Regions from separate parts of the Mus musculus genome. Here region 1 is linked to region 2. The links are chromatin contacts, called in public HiChIP or PLAC-seq maps. All regions are on one chromosome and are shown on one strand. The core of a region is the stretch at or near the end of the contact, and the rest is flanking DNA. Distances in the headings are between cores, read along the strand shown.

Evidence for each region. HiChIP or PLAC-seq counts read pairs in DNA pulled down with a chosen protein or histone mark.
Region 1: an H3K27ac HiChIP or PLAC-seq map of acute myeloid leukemia shows a contact between it and region 2, with 2.5 times the contacts expected there. The contact joins two enhancer-like sites. A contact is called at or near these places in 3 of 39 promoter capture datasets (the C10 cell line, hematopoietic stem and progenitor cells and pre-B cells), 6 of 484 Hi-C or Micro-C datasets (the G1E-ER4 cell line, embryonic stem cells, muscle stem cells and 2 more) and 2 of 115 datasets of contacts at active chromatin or transcription factors (acute myeloid leukemia and bone marrow-derived macrophages).

What each region holds. Positions count from the first base shown.
Region 1 is chr1:187,226,884-187,233,801 of GRCm38.p6, reverse strand. Gpatch2 (G patch domain containing 2) reads right to left here. Exons shown (of 10, transcript NM_026367.4): 3 at 2,957-3,018; 4 at 489-671; 5 at 1-55. Among named protein-coding and RNA genes, the nearest start is that of Gpatch2, 15 kb to the right of the region's middle. Within about 2 kb of position 4,856, at least 64 of the 459 cell types and tissues checked have an H3K27ac peak or open chromatin away from gene starts, as enhancers often do. A contact at or near this core is called in acute myeloid leukemia, where this site is marked.
Region 2 is chr1:186,759,361-186,766,428 of GRCm38.p6, reverse strand. No RefSeq gene overlaps it. Among named protein-coding and RNA genes, the nearest start is that of Rrp15, 14 kb to the right of the region's middle. Within about 2 kb of position 3,043, at least 12 of the 459 cell types and tissues checked have an H3K27ac peak or open chromatin away from gene starts, as enhancers often do. A contact at or near this core is called in acute myeloid leukemia, where this site is marked.

The sequences.
Region 1 (6,918 bases), core at 3,607-6,106, 470 kb before region 2:
TTTTTAATATTCTTTGAAGGCGTTCCATGAAGGCGACTGAGTCTAGCTTGGAAACCTGGGAATCAAACAGTCAACTGAGAAGATATGTGATCGCTGGGGCACAGAAGATCCTGTCTGTCATCAGAGAAGTAAAACTAGCCTGCTGATAGTTGTGAACACCACGGAAATTATTGGAGGAAATGTGAAATTCATACTTAAAAGAGCTGAGGAAATTCCCAGCAGGGCTCTAAGGCTCGCATTACAAAGCTAAGAACTCTCCCTCCATCCACCACCTGGTGACCTGGTGACCCTCCTCCCCACCCTGATGAGTGAATGCAGGAAGAGGGCAAGCACTTTCAATGCTGTCACAGCAGGAGATGGCTAGGGCCCAGCAAGCTTCTCTCCAGCACCTGTGTCTCTCCTGCCTCCACATTGGTCTGTCCTCCCAGTCAGTCTAGCCAGGAGGAGCCATAAGCTAACAGGAGAAGCACTCAGGGACAACTACTGACCTCCTCTGCCAGGATGGGACATGAGAGGGAAGGAGCCACTTAAGATACTCTCAAACACAGGGTCGGGCAGGTTGGTGTCCAGCTCTGCTGGCTCATCCTTTTCCCACCAGGGCACGACTCCAGCAATCCCGCACGCTCCGCCTGACTCCTTCTCATAGAACCAGTCACTCTGCTCATCATCACCTGGGAGAAGACAAAAATCCACCAGAGTCAGCGTCAGGGTCCACAGAGTCAGTTCTTCATGGCAACAGATACCTCAGGAACAGCAAGTATTCACTGCTGTTGTAAGGGGAACCTAGCAGGTCATTTACAATGACCATTAAATCCACTTAAGATCAGGGACTGGCAACGTTTTTATCTTTCTCTTAAGGGATTATTAAGAGCTATAAAGAGACAAACATATAAAAATGATTAAAGTATTGAATGTAGATAGCTTACAAAAATAAGAAACAAGGAAGATTTGAAAGTGCGCACTAACTGTGCCTAAGATCCCAAGGAGCCGCGAGTGCTGACAGTCTGTGTGACGAGAGCTTTCATTCGTAAACAATCACTGTCCCTTTTAAGGGACTTCTGATTGTGAAATCTCTTAATATTAAAATGGAAACTGCAACCATGAAGCAAAATATATGCAAAACTGTCTAAACCTTAGCTGAGGATGATATATGAGAAACAGATTTAGTTCAAATAAACGAAGTTAAAAGCAGCTGTGAAATGAGTATCACAAGACTGTTTAACTTAGAGAACTAATAAAAATATTTTGTTAAAAATTACAATTTGCAAAACAAGTATCAGTATTTCATAGGCGAGGTAAATTACAACGTCCCAGAGCAAGTCTATTAAATGCAAGCAGGGACTCACTAGAGACGACCTCCTTATATCTGCACTGCCGTTGGCACAGCACTATGCCAGGGATTGGCACAAGCCTAATCCCACGCTTTAGGGTGGCGCAGCTGGAGAATGTTTAGGCCAGCTTGTGTTATATAAACATAGAACATGTCTCAAAAAGAAAAAGGAAAACTACGCTAAAACAATGAAGTTAGTTGACTTCAGTTTTATATGATACACCACGATACTGTTAAAAAGTAAATTAAATAGTCATTAAAAGCTTGGGCAAGAGATGGTGATCGGTGAATTAAAAATCCATTGTCCTGTAACATGGAGAAAGTCACTTCTGCTCTATTAGTTCCCTCATTTAAAATAAATAAAAATCGGGAACTCATACAGTTCTTAATAAATGAAATGAAGTGAGAAGAAGGTAAATTAAATAACAGAAAATCTCCAGCAACACAAGATACAATAAAATCACAGTAACTGTTGCTATTTCTCCCTAAGTCAGGGCCTTCTAAAGAGTGCCAGGCTTGCCAACAAGTTTCTTCTTATTAAAGTTTATCATTTTATTTGATCATATCAACATCTATAAGCTGGGTAAGATCTGTACTTTAACAAAACTCAAGTCTATTACCAAGGTAGTTCTACTGGCATGCTCCTGGTGACGTGTGCACAGCAGTGAGGGGTGTGGTCCTCTCACCTGCTGTCCTCACCAAGGAGGTCTGGGGGAAAACATGAGCAATATTACTGTGCTTTTCCCTTCCCATAAAATCACTCAAGAGTCTGTAATTCAGACAATAAATGTTCTCTTCCTTTCTGTAGAACCTACTTTCTGCAGATGCCGCCTTCTTCTTCTTGTTTGATTGGTTTGTTTTTGAGACAGGGTCTCACGAAGTAGCCCTTACTGGTGTAGAATTCACAGATAATATATCATCTGCCTGCTTCTGACTCTAAGTGCTAGGATTAAGGGCATAAGCTACCATTCCTGAACTTAATATTGCACTTTTAAAAATATGATACCTCCGTGATAAGTCCACATATAGCTAACACATATGGCTAGTGCAACTCTAGGATCTGTACAATGGATGAGAAGCCGGCTTGTGTGAGGAATGAAGTCAAGCAAGGTGAGCATGGTTCCTCACTCAAAACACTGCAACGCTGAGGTCTAAAAAGATTCTGGGTTTCTGCAGGATAGAGAAGACCTCAAACAGTGTTCAACAGTGTTCAATAATGTATAATAGTGAATTAATAAAAGCCATTTAATTACATATAAGTCGGACAGTGTAAATGTGACAACAGAATAAAATGACAAACCATTACAAATCCATTTAAATGCTTACAGTTTCACAACCATTTGAAATAAGGAGGAGGATAAGAGTCAGTGTCTGACTCTCGCTACAGATTGCAAAGACTGGAGTGTGCAAAGCTTAGTGGCAAGCGCTACTTTTAGATATAGTTTGTAAGTGGGTCAGGAAGCCAAACCATCGTCTGTGGAGTATAGGAACCAGCCACTATACTAAACAGCAGTCGCTAAGTAGCATCTGTAATGCCAAGGGGTTACTGTTGGCAGCTTATACAATCACCAGCAATATGCACAGCTTTCAAATGGAGTTTTTCAAAGGGGATCCATGTCTCAGTACCTTGTCTTCCCTCATCGTTGGTGAACAAGCCCGCGTCAGTGCTGCTGAGACTGCTGGTGTCACTACAACCAGGAAAAGAAGACAAATGAAGCACATCAAACAAGCACTGGTCCTTGGCGCTCAAGCTTTAAAGACGCAGCAGCTCAGAGACGGACCTGAGCCTGACAAAGGTCTGAGAGAAAATAACGTTTCTTTTTCTTTTCCTTTTCTTTTTGCTTTCCTTTTCTTTTTTTCCAAATCAAAACTTCAACTATCCCAGTTCCACTAACTACAGAACACATTATTTTTGGCACACAAAAAAAAGCCCAGGAGTCTAATGAGACCTAGACAGTAAGTGGATGTGACTGCAGAGTGCTGACTTGGGGACACAGTCTATTGCCTGTTCTCATCAAAGGCTCACTGCTCCCTTTCTGCTGTGCTGTGTGATTCAGCTCAAGCCGCAGCTCAATAAGATGGGAAAGTCGCACCCGTCGCAGGCCAAGACTCAGCACAGAAACACTGGGCCAATGTGAAATGACTTCCCTAACCACATTTGTAAATACTCTAGAAAAGCTGCTCTGAGAATTTCCCATCAACCCTATCGCTTCCCAAAGAGACAAGGTCCATGCTAGTGGCCGTGCCATGGCACAAAGTCAAGCCAATAGTAAGAAAGGTTCTTGTTTTTCTGCATAAACTAAAGAACAAGATAGGGGTTCAAATTTAATATGGAAGTTCAAATAAATAACATATACTCCAAAAAGAACACAACATCACTATGGTTCTAATGGAAACAATATATATATGTCAGGCCAGTTAAGTGAAAATATATAGAAAATAAGATCAAATCCTGAAAAGCTTGGCCTCTGAGAAAACTGTTATTCTAAAAGCGCTTATGTGCCTGCTTGATTTTAACCAATCAAGAAATAGTCACTGGTGACCTTTTAAATTAAAATAGTCTTTTTTAAAAGTATTTATTTGGGATTGGTGAGATGGCTCAGCAATTAAAAAAAACTGGCTGCTCTTCCAGAGGACCTGCGTTCAATTCCCAGCACCCACTTAGCAATTCACTACTGTTTGTTAACTCCTGTTCCAAGAGATCCAACACTCTCACTCAGACATACATGCAGTCCAAACACCAGTGTACGTAAAATAGAAATAAATCACTTTTTAAAGTATTATTTGTGTGAGTGTGTACACGTGCTATACCTGAAGATTCTGTCCATGGGGACAGCTTATGGAGTCAGCTCACCCCTTCTTCCACGGGAGTTCTGAAAGCCAAACGCAGAGCATCAGGCCTGGTGAGTGCCTTGACTCTCCAGCCCAAAATAAAAAACATAAAACAATGTAGCCTAGCTGATTAAAAACCAGGCACATTAGCCTGTTTTAAAATATTATATTTATGAAGAAAGTCACTGCTAAGACTTAAATCCACATTAAAACTATCAGTTTATATAAACTTTTCAAAAATAAACTAATGAAAGTTATAAGAATTTGTCGAGACTCATTTTTTAAACTTTCTTCTAATTGACTAAGTTTCCTATACAACAATATTCCTAAGGAACTGATGGCACGCCATCCCATTTACAACACACACAGCTTTGCTTGAAAATGATGACCTCATGAGTGTGACCTCCCTCCTACAAGGAGAGGCTCTCAGAAGTCTGACCTCCCTCCCTCCATGTAGGCAAGGTCCAAACTGCTATTCCTACTCTTCCTGTTTTCCTTCAACTCTGTCCTTAACACACCTCAGGCACAAGACCTCTTCTGAAACCCCCAAGAGAAAAATGTACTTACAACTCAGAACCCCTCAGATTCTCCAAAGACAGACTCTCTGTGCAATGCCCCGGCAGTCTAGTGTAGCACTTCATAATGAGAGCTGTCATATTTCCCCATTAGACCAATGCTTACTAAATACGAGCCAGGTTAAGCCTGACCACAGACCGCAAGTATTTTACAGCCTGCAAACAGTGAGTTCACTCACTGTTTCTGCTGTCATAGTCTGCTGGGTTCTCTAATCTGATCTACACACAACCAGTTCACCTTTTCACAGGTTAAGCACAATACACAGAAACAGAAAAAAGCCATTTTAAACAAAAAACAAACAGTGATTCTAATAAAACACATTGTATTCTTTAACTGTGGTAACATGTATATCAACAGTGAAAGGGAACGGACTCAGAGGATAAGAATGTGAGAGGGGAACTCTGCAAACTGCCTTAGCTCTCCCTCCAAGGAGCGCGCTCCATCTGTCCACAACATGACGATCTAACCACGTGCGGAAAGACCAGTCGTTAGTGATCCTCGCTCTCTACTGAGGTACTTTTTATGGACACATAAAATAATTCTATTGTGTTACTGATACCTTGCCAGTTGCTACAATACTTCCTTGTTGCTATGATCATTAAACAAGAAGAACGTAACAAGCAAGACTTTTCATTTCCAGCAGCTAGACGACATGACAATCCACCTGTAAGGACAGTTATCTCTTCTCCTGTTTGGAAATGATTTTTATAACTACCGTTCAGATGAGCATATATTCCATGAGAAGTATATATATATGAATATTAATCCCTTTCCCTATGAATAAAATCCAGCATCATCTGAGAGCACCAGCCTTCCAAATACAGCTTTAGACACCTGCAAGCACTGTCTGCAAGCACATTCAGACTCTACCCTCCACTGTATGGACTGAGGTCAATCAAAGGTCACGAGAACACTCCTGTCAAGACTATGTTGTGCTAAGTTTCTTCACTGCCAAAAATTCCCATTTCCTTTATGATGAAATATGAACACCCTAGCACACAGGCCTTAGAGAACCACTGCTGCGGTAGCCTCAGATCCTCTACATCCTTGTAGCATGAGCTGCAGACATTTCACCCTACACAGGTCTCTGACAGTCATGCCACTTCCTTGCTGGCTCTCCAGTCCTCCCTTGTCTGAACAAGTCTTAGCTCTCGCTTTGAAACACAGCTCCTATATGAAGGCATCACTCATAGAGAGCATGCCATTCTCAGTATTAGCTTGTATGCCTACCGCAGCCGAGGAACAAGCTGGATAGTCTGTTGTTAGTCTTTGAGCCACCTGTGCACAGTGCAGTAGTAGTTAATCAAATGTTTGCCAAACGCATACATATGCACACACGCACACAAACACACACACACACAGTTCTCGTAATATAAATCAAATCCAAGAAAATATCAACCTTCTTAAAATGGAAACCTGTAGGAATCGACACCACCTTAACCAGGTAGCAATCCTTCTATAGAAGAAATTGTACTGAGCCCTTCAGCAGCAGCAGAAAACTGATATAAAGAAAAGTTTAGGATTCAGGGAAAATGTAGTTTCAATTATTTGATTTTAAACATATTTAAACTATAAACCTGAGATGTGAGCAACTGAGAAACTTAATATCCCTGATAATGATTTTTTGTTGTTGTTGAAAAAATAAGAAATAATGTGAAAAGATTTGGCCTCATTATGCTTCCAGGATGGGAAGAGTAACAAGTAGATCACTAACCAGAGGCATAGAAAACAAGAGGGAGGGGCTTTCAAAATCGGCCATCAGAGCAGGTGAGCCAACCCCTCCTCTGTCCCACCACTGCCACACCACAGCAATGAGCAACAGCACTAACTGCTCTTGGCTGTGAGGTCCTCAGACACAAGGGCTCAGTACTAGAATGCAACCAACCCTGTTCCTGTGCAAAAACAACTTTCTGAAAAGAAACAAACTTTTTGCTTTACTTTTAAAGGAAAAACTATGTAAACAGTAAACTGTCTAATAAAACTATCATTAACTCAACCTGGGTTCTTATCATAACCACAGTCACACAAACACACACGAGTATCCAAAGGCTACAATTACCAAGGTTGAAATGAGGCCAATTTTAATTAAATTAAATTAAAATTAAAACTCAGACCCTTTCACCCGCACCATTTTCCTCTGGCTCTAAGCAATGTAAGGGCGCGAGCTGGACACACGCGCA
Region 2 (7,068 bases), core at 1,794-4,293:
TCTGAACAACTCAGGGGTCAGAGTCCTCCCCTCACTAAGGCTGCCTGGTAGTGGGGACTCCACACTTCTGATGATGACAAACTACTAGGTGACCCACCGGTGCACAGTAGTGGGCATTTTGTAATATCACCGAAGCAGAAAACATCACTTCTTTCTCTTGGAAAAACAAAAATAACAAAGCCTGCTGCTTCTGTGTATTTGGCGGAAGAGAAGAAGTCTGCCCCTCACATGCACAGTAAATCAAGTATCAAATTTAAAACAATGAACTACAATGGGCCTCCTCGAAGTCACTTAGCATTGATAAATTAGTAATGTATTATTAAATTATTCATATCTTTTTTTTCCTCCAGACTGTAATGATATACTGTACACAGCACTGATAATTTACTTAGGCTGAGTCCATTCATTTAATTATACTGCTAAACTTGGTAGGCCAATTGGTCATCCTGAGAGTTTCCAGGCAGGCTAATCACAAATATATAGAACATGTCCCTTATTGTCCCCAGCGGCTGAGTGCTAAAACGGTATTCAGTGCTCAGAAGGTTAATGCTCTGCTTATGTAAATTGTCCAATTTAACATTCAATGGCAATATCATAAATTCTGGCTCTAGGATTTCATTAAACGTATGTTCAAACTAGTTGACCTTATAGGTTAACAAGCAGAAGTTAAACAGGACAATTATTTAACTCACTTCTTATCAAGAGACAGAGGCACACCGGCTATTTAATAGCCCCGCATACTTCACAATTAGAATTCTTCTAAGGCCTCCTGATAAAGCGGCAGGTCATGAATTTTCATAAGGATGGCAGATAATAACTATTTATCTGCGCTTGTTTTTCTTTCTTATAAACTTAAACTTTGATCTTAACATTCAATTAGACAGGATTCCGCAGAGAAGGGCTAGGTGACCGGAGAAGAAAGAGGTCCTCCAGGTCTGCGGGAGATTAAAGGAGTGGTACCTGGGTAGGCACGAGGCAGAAGTGATGTCAGAGGCTCACTGTTAAGTGGGTCACTAAGCACCACTCACTGTTTTCAGACGTTAAGCTAAACATTGATTATCTTCCTTAGAGACACTCTTCCACCACCAACGTCATCATATGCCTATTAGCATGTACACATATGGGACAGAACATGTCCTTTGTGTTCAAACGGCAATGAGGTTGAAATGGTGCCAGCAAAATCTAGCTAGCTATGGGAAGGAGAGCACCTGTTCTCCTGCCTGTGCCCCCTTCTCTCTTCCTTCCCCTCAGAACCTGTGACACCCTGAGTGCAGCTCTGGGTGTGACTAACTACAGCTCAGGCAGAGCACTAAGAGACACCCCATAGGCTGATGCTTCTACTGGTGTTTTGCTGCAAGGGGGCCAAGCATTGGCTTTGGAGAGACATTAAATTAGTAACCACACATTAGCAATCTTAACACTTAACCCCTGATCTTAAGACGCTGGAAGGGGCTGCAGGGATGGGTGGCTCAGTGGGTTGCGTGCTGGCCCGTGCAGCCATGAAGATCTGAGTTCAAATCCTCAGTGACCATATAAAGAGACAGTTGTGTGCACAAGCGTCTATAACTCCAGGACTGTGGGAATGGAGTAAGCAGGCTTGCTGAGCCTTGCTGACTGTCAGCCTAGTTCTGGGTTCAATGAGAGACCCTGGTTTAAGGGATGACGGAGACAGTGATAGACAGGACAACTGGAAACTTTCCCTAGCCTCCATGCATAGACACACACACAGCTGCACACAGCTGTACACAACTGTGCACAGACCATACACACCAAATAGATAAATAAGCAATAAATAAATGAACAGCCAATCAATAAATAACCAATAAACAAATAAGCAATAAATATCAATCAATCAATCAGTAAATAATCAACCATTAAAGAAATAAGCACTTGACTATATCTGGAATGAACTACAGTCCAGAAATGGAGGGCACACCTGTGATCCAGATCTTGAGCCTGGAAGACATAGGTTTCTGACCTGGATCTTGGCATGGAGATCTTGAGGCGTAGTGGTCATAAAAAGCTTAGACGCAGGCAAGGTAGTACACGCCTTTGATCCCAGGAAACACAGGCAAGGAGATCTCTGAATTCAAGGTCAACCTGGGACAAAGCAAGTTCCAGATGCAGGCATGGTGGTTCATGCCTTAATCTGGGCCACACCTTCTGCAGGAAGTCTACATAAGGATATTGGAAGAAGGAAGGCTAACTCTTTGCCTGCTTCAACTTGACAGTACATCTATATTGGAACCTACTTCTACAGAAGACCAGCTTAAACAACTATCCTTGTGGGACAGAGCAACTACTAGATTCTTGGACTTTCCTTTTAAAGATGCCCATTGTTGGGTTAGTTGGACTACAGACTATAAGCTGTTACAATAGATTCCCTTAATATTTAGAGACATTCCATAAGTTGTGTGACTCTAGAGAACCCTGATGAATACAAGCACTGAACTCTAAACAGGAGCTGTTTAGAGAAACAACATAAGAAAGAATGTTCCCGCCGGGCGTGGTGGTGCATGCCTTTAATCCCAGCACTCGGGAGACAGAGGCAGGTGGATTTCTGAGTTCGAGGCCAGCCTGGTCTACAAAGTGAGTTCCAGGACAGCCAGGGCTATACAGAGAAACCTTGTCTCGAAAAACCAAGAAAAAAAAAGAAAGAAAGAAAGAATGTTCCCTAGTGTGAAACTATGACGACGTCTTATATCCTCTTGTGAAAGAATGTGACAGTGTCTTATATCCTCTTGTGAAAGAATGTGACAGTGTCTTATAGCCTCTTGTGAAAGAATGTGACAGTGTCTTATAGCCTCTTGTGAAAGAATGTGACAGTGTCTTATAGCCTCTTGTGCCTCTCTTCATCTAAACTTGATCTTTTGAATATTGGCTTCAGATCCCGCAGAAAGGGACATAAATAAAGGAAAGGACTAACTGAGTGAAAACACTCATGATCCGATTTTGTAACTAACATTATTGGTCGTCCCTCCTCCACAGTGCACTATCTATTTCTAAAGTAAGGTTTAGGGCTCTATTTGCAACAAAAAGGCAGGCACTCAGGAAGAATGGAGAGTAGGAGGCCTGAGACTACAGCCCCTAATGAGAGAAGCAAGGGACTTCTGCAGGGAGTACCCCAACAGCTTACACAGCAGGGGGAATAAACCACACCTTTTCAAATTTCAGACAGAGTTGTTTTTCACTGTGTAGCCTGAAGGAGCAGTAAATAGGAAAGCTGCCATTTAGAACTGGCCTTTCCTTTCAACTCAACACTGAGCACATGTAAACTTCGTAGTGAGAACACGTGAGTGCTTGTGTGTTACAGACTGACTGACAAGAAGTCTGCAGGAAAGACAACACAGATGGAGAGACTGGGAGTAACACGGCAATGTGGGGCACTTGGGAAAGTGATGGAGCCTTTGCTGGCTCTTAGCGAGCTTGACTTGTGGGGCTAGGGACTCAAGAAACTCCAAGGGTATCAGAGCTACTTGGAGCTGATGACTTTGGGTTCTTGTCTTAGGAATTCAAAAAGAAGAAAAAATGAAATTGATGGGGCACAGGGCATACATTTTGGATAGATGTTTGTTATAGATTCATAGGCGAGAGTGCAAGGGACAGACAGAGAAAGGACAGGGGACAGCAGCTGGAAGGATGCCATTGAGTGTCTACTCTTGAGACATTTTAAAGGACTCTGGACAGACACCGGGGTGAGGCATGGGGACAGATGAGTTGCTCAGCCCAGCTACCCAGACCACAACGTGTCCAGGCGCATCCCTTCTGCTCCTGTCATGTTCTCTGTTATGCCATCTAGGAAGAGGTGCTAATTTAAAAGAGATAAAAAAAGAAATCTCTCTCTTCTGCCTTTCTGGCCTCTAGAAGAACATTTTTGATCTGCTGCCCTGGAGTCCACACCCTACCTGATCAGCTTCTATGTCCTGTTCTCACCACGAAGACAAAAATGTCTGCAAGGGACCTGTACCACATGGAATGTGGTCTCCTGCTCCACCCCACCCCCCCCCAGATCTTCAGCAAAGGCACAGAGGAAGGGCATTCCCAGTGCCTAGAAATCCATTGCAAGTAAAAGTATTCTTGTATATTGTTTTCTTTTAAAAATATTTTGCTGGATATGGCTCACATTTTTCATTCCAGCACCCAGAAGGCAGAGGGGACCAAATCTCTGTGAATTCAAGGCCAGCCTTACCTATATAAGGACTTCCAGGCTAGCCAGGGCTACAGAGTAAGACCCTGTTTACCTATTGCTTATTTGTTTGTCTATCAAAATTAAAATATTTTAAGCTAGGCATGGAAGTGCCACCCGCAATCCTAGCTTGGGGAAGGAGACACAAGAGGATCATTGTAACTTCCAGGGGAGCCTGAAATGTGTCAAAAAGGCAAGATCACCAAACATATCAAAAATGTCATTGCAATATGATAACACTTAGTTATCAGCCAGAAGCTTTTTAGCTGCCCTCCCCCATTTATAAACAGTGTAAGTGGAATCATCTTTCATCTGTTTTAGTTGTATGATTCTCATATCAGTATAGAAAAGTTTTCTTCAAAATCCAGACATTCAAAAAAAATCATTCACACAATGATCACTAGTGTATTACATAAATCATACTATGATTTGAAAGTATACAAAATGTGTAGATTTGATCTTGTGAATGGACACTACTAGAAAAAAAGCTGTGACTGAAAAGACTGATTAACTGACTAGAACTTCAGTGGTGTGGAGAGGTCAGAGTATCTCAAGTATAGAGCCATATTAAGGACCAATTTTATCCTCATTTAATATCCATTTACCATCCACTGCCATAATTTTGTTTCCTATCAATGTGATAAAATACATTGACATAGGCAACTTTGAGGTAGATGGTTTATTTGGTTCACAATTCCAGGTGATGAACTGTCACTGCAGGGGAATCATGGTATTCGGAGAAAATGAATAAATCTAGACACGCCTACTACTAAGCTCACTTTCTCCTTTCTCATAAAGACCAGGGCCAAAGCACAGGGAATGGTGCTGCCCACAGTGGACCGGGTCCTCCAACATCAATTAGCAGATCAAGACAACCTCTCAATGAGACACTTTCCCAGGCAATCCTGGACTGTGTCAGGCTGTCAATCTGAACTAACCACCATGCCACCTCTGCATGTGACCTAGCATCCTTATGCCTCTTAGATAAATCTTTGGGGAACTGCGAGCAGACCACTATGTTTTACCAACTCCAAAGCTAAGAGTGTTATCAGACAGCATCTAGGACATACAGCAGAGATTCCCCTGATTTGTTGTGACCTGGGACCTGAGATTTCTACCCATGTATTTGAAAATTGTGTTGACTGGTGACTTTCTTAGTTCATAAAATTGCTGCCATGTTTGAACATGGACATTGAGGTAACCTAAATTTGTGTTCCTGGACCATGTTTACCCCTATTTGGCTATAGAGTAAACTATCCCCTTTGAGGAGAGAACTGTGTTTCTTGTGTTGACAAGATCTGTTGTTTGTGTTCTACTATGGTAGGGTCCCCTCCCTTAACAATATAGTGACAACAAAATACAAAAGCCCTAGAGTCCCCTGATCTTCCTCTTTTGTCACCAGGCTTTAATACTAGAGACTGTGATCTCTGTATTCTAAATGAAGCTTCTTGCGTTTTGGTTGCTTTGGGGTTCTGTTTTGTTTTGATTTTTTAAGACAGAGTTTCTCCGTGTAGCCCTGGCTGTCCTGGAACTCACTTTGCAGACCAGGCTGGCCACAAACTCAGACATCTGCCTGCCTCTGCCTCCCGAGTGCTGGGATTAAAAGCATGCACCCCCACTGCCTGGCTGGTCTCTGTATTCTAAAGAGCAGTTATAAGCTCAGAATTACGTAATGATGAATAACAACATCATTCTTCCACTTTTCATAATCTTAGAGTCCTCAAAAGCATTCCCAAGAGAGTAGGGTGTTCAGCACATGGAGCTGTGGTAATGAGTAAAGGATAACAATATCTGCTTGTTCACAAGTGCTTATCTCTGCCCTCTCTCCTGGCTGAGCAGAAGTGGGATGGAGATTAAGGAAAGCAAGAAAAGAAGGGAAGGAATGGATGGCTGTGGGGTTTTCATGAGTGGCACAGCCTTCACTCAGAGGCATGCTGCCTGTAGCTACTAGACAGCAGAGGCACACTGCAATTAGTGAGTGCTTGGGAAAGACCCAGGAGCTTTAGACTAGTGTGGCTCTCTGCCGGAAGCTCAGCACTTCATCCCACCTCCTGAGCAGCAGAAAGGACCAAGCAGCCCCAGTCACAAAGCCAGCCTACTATAGACCAGCTCGGATGGGGTGGAGTTCACTGTGGGCGAGGCAGCTGGGGTAAGAACATTAGTTGACAAAGGGATAGACGGCAAGCTGGGTAAAGACACAGTCACAGGAATTTAATCCCAGGATGGAAAGGTTGTTGAGGGTTGAGTGTGTCCCCCAAAAGATGAACTGAAGTCTTACCTTCTAGCCCTTGCACATGTAACGTTATTTGGATAAAAGATTTTGGGAAATGTATTTGAATTGAGATGGGGTTATACCGTGTTAGGATAGATCCTAAGCCAATAGCGAAGGAGCTGGAGAGATGTGAACGCTCCTCTTGCTCTTCTATGTTGCTTCCCTTTCCGCTCTCTTCAGTTCCTGCCTCACCACACCACATAGATCCGCAGCCTAGCACACATCAGACCAGAGAGAAGGGAAGAAACGAAGCCATGGAAGGATGTGGTCTTACCACTGCAGACGAATCATGAAACACTAAAATGAATATGGATCTTAAAGGCTAGGGGTCTGGATTATCATTAATAAGCATGGTCTGTCCCCACGGAAGGCTACTTCCTCAGTTCAGCAACTCCGTAGATACAGACATGTGGGTTGTAGCAGCAAAAATGCTCAGATCTCTCAACTGCCTTCTTCAAAGTCGAGTCTGTCACCCGGGGCTCACAGGGACTCAGGAGAAGAGTGAGGGTATGAGGGGTGTTTGTGGGTCATTTCTAGGAATGTAAAGGCCAATAACATTAGCTAGTTACTGAGGATTCTACGTCCCTTACGGGATGGGTTCCCACTCGTG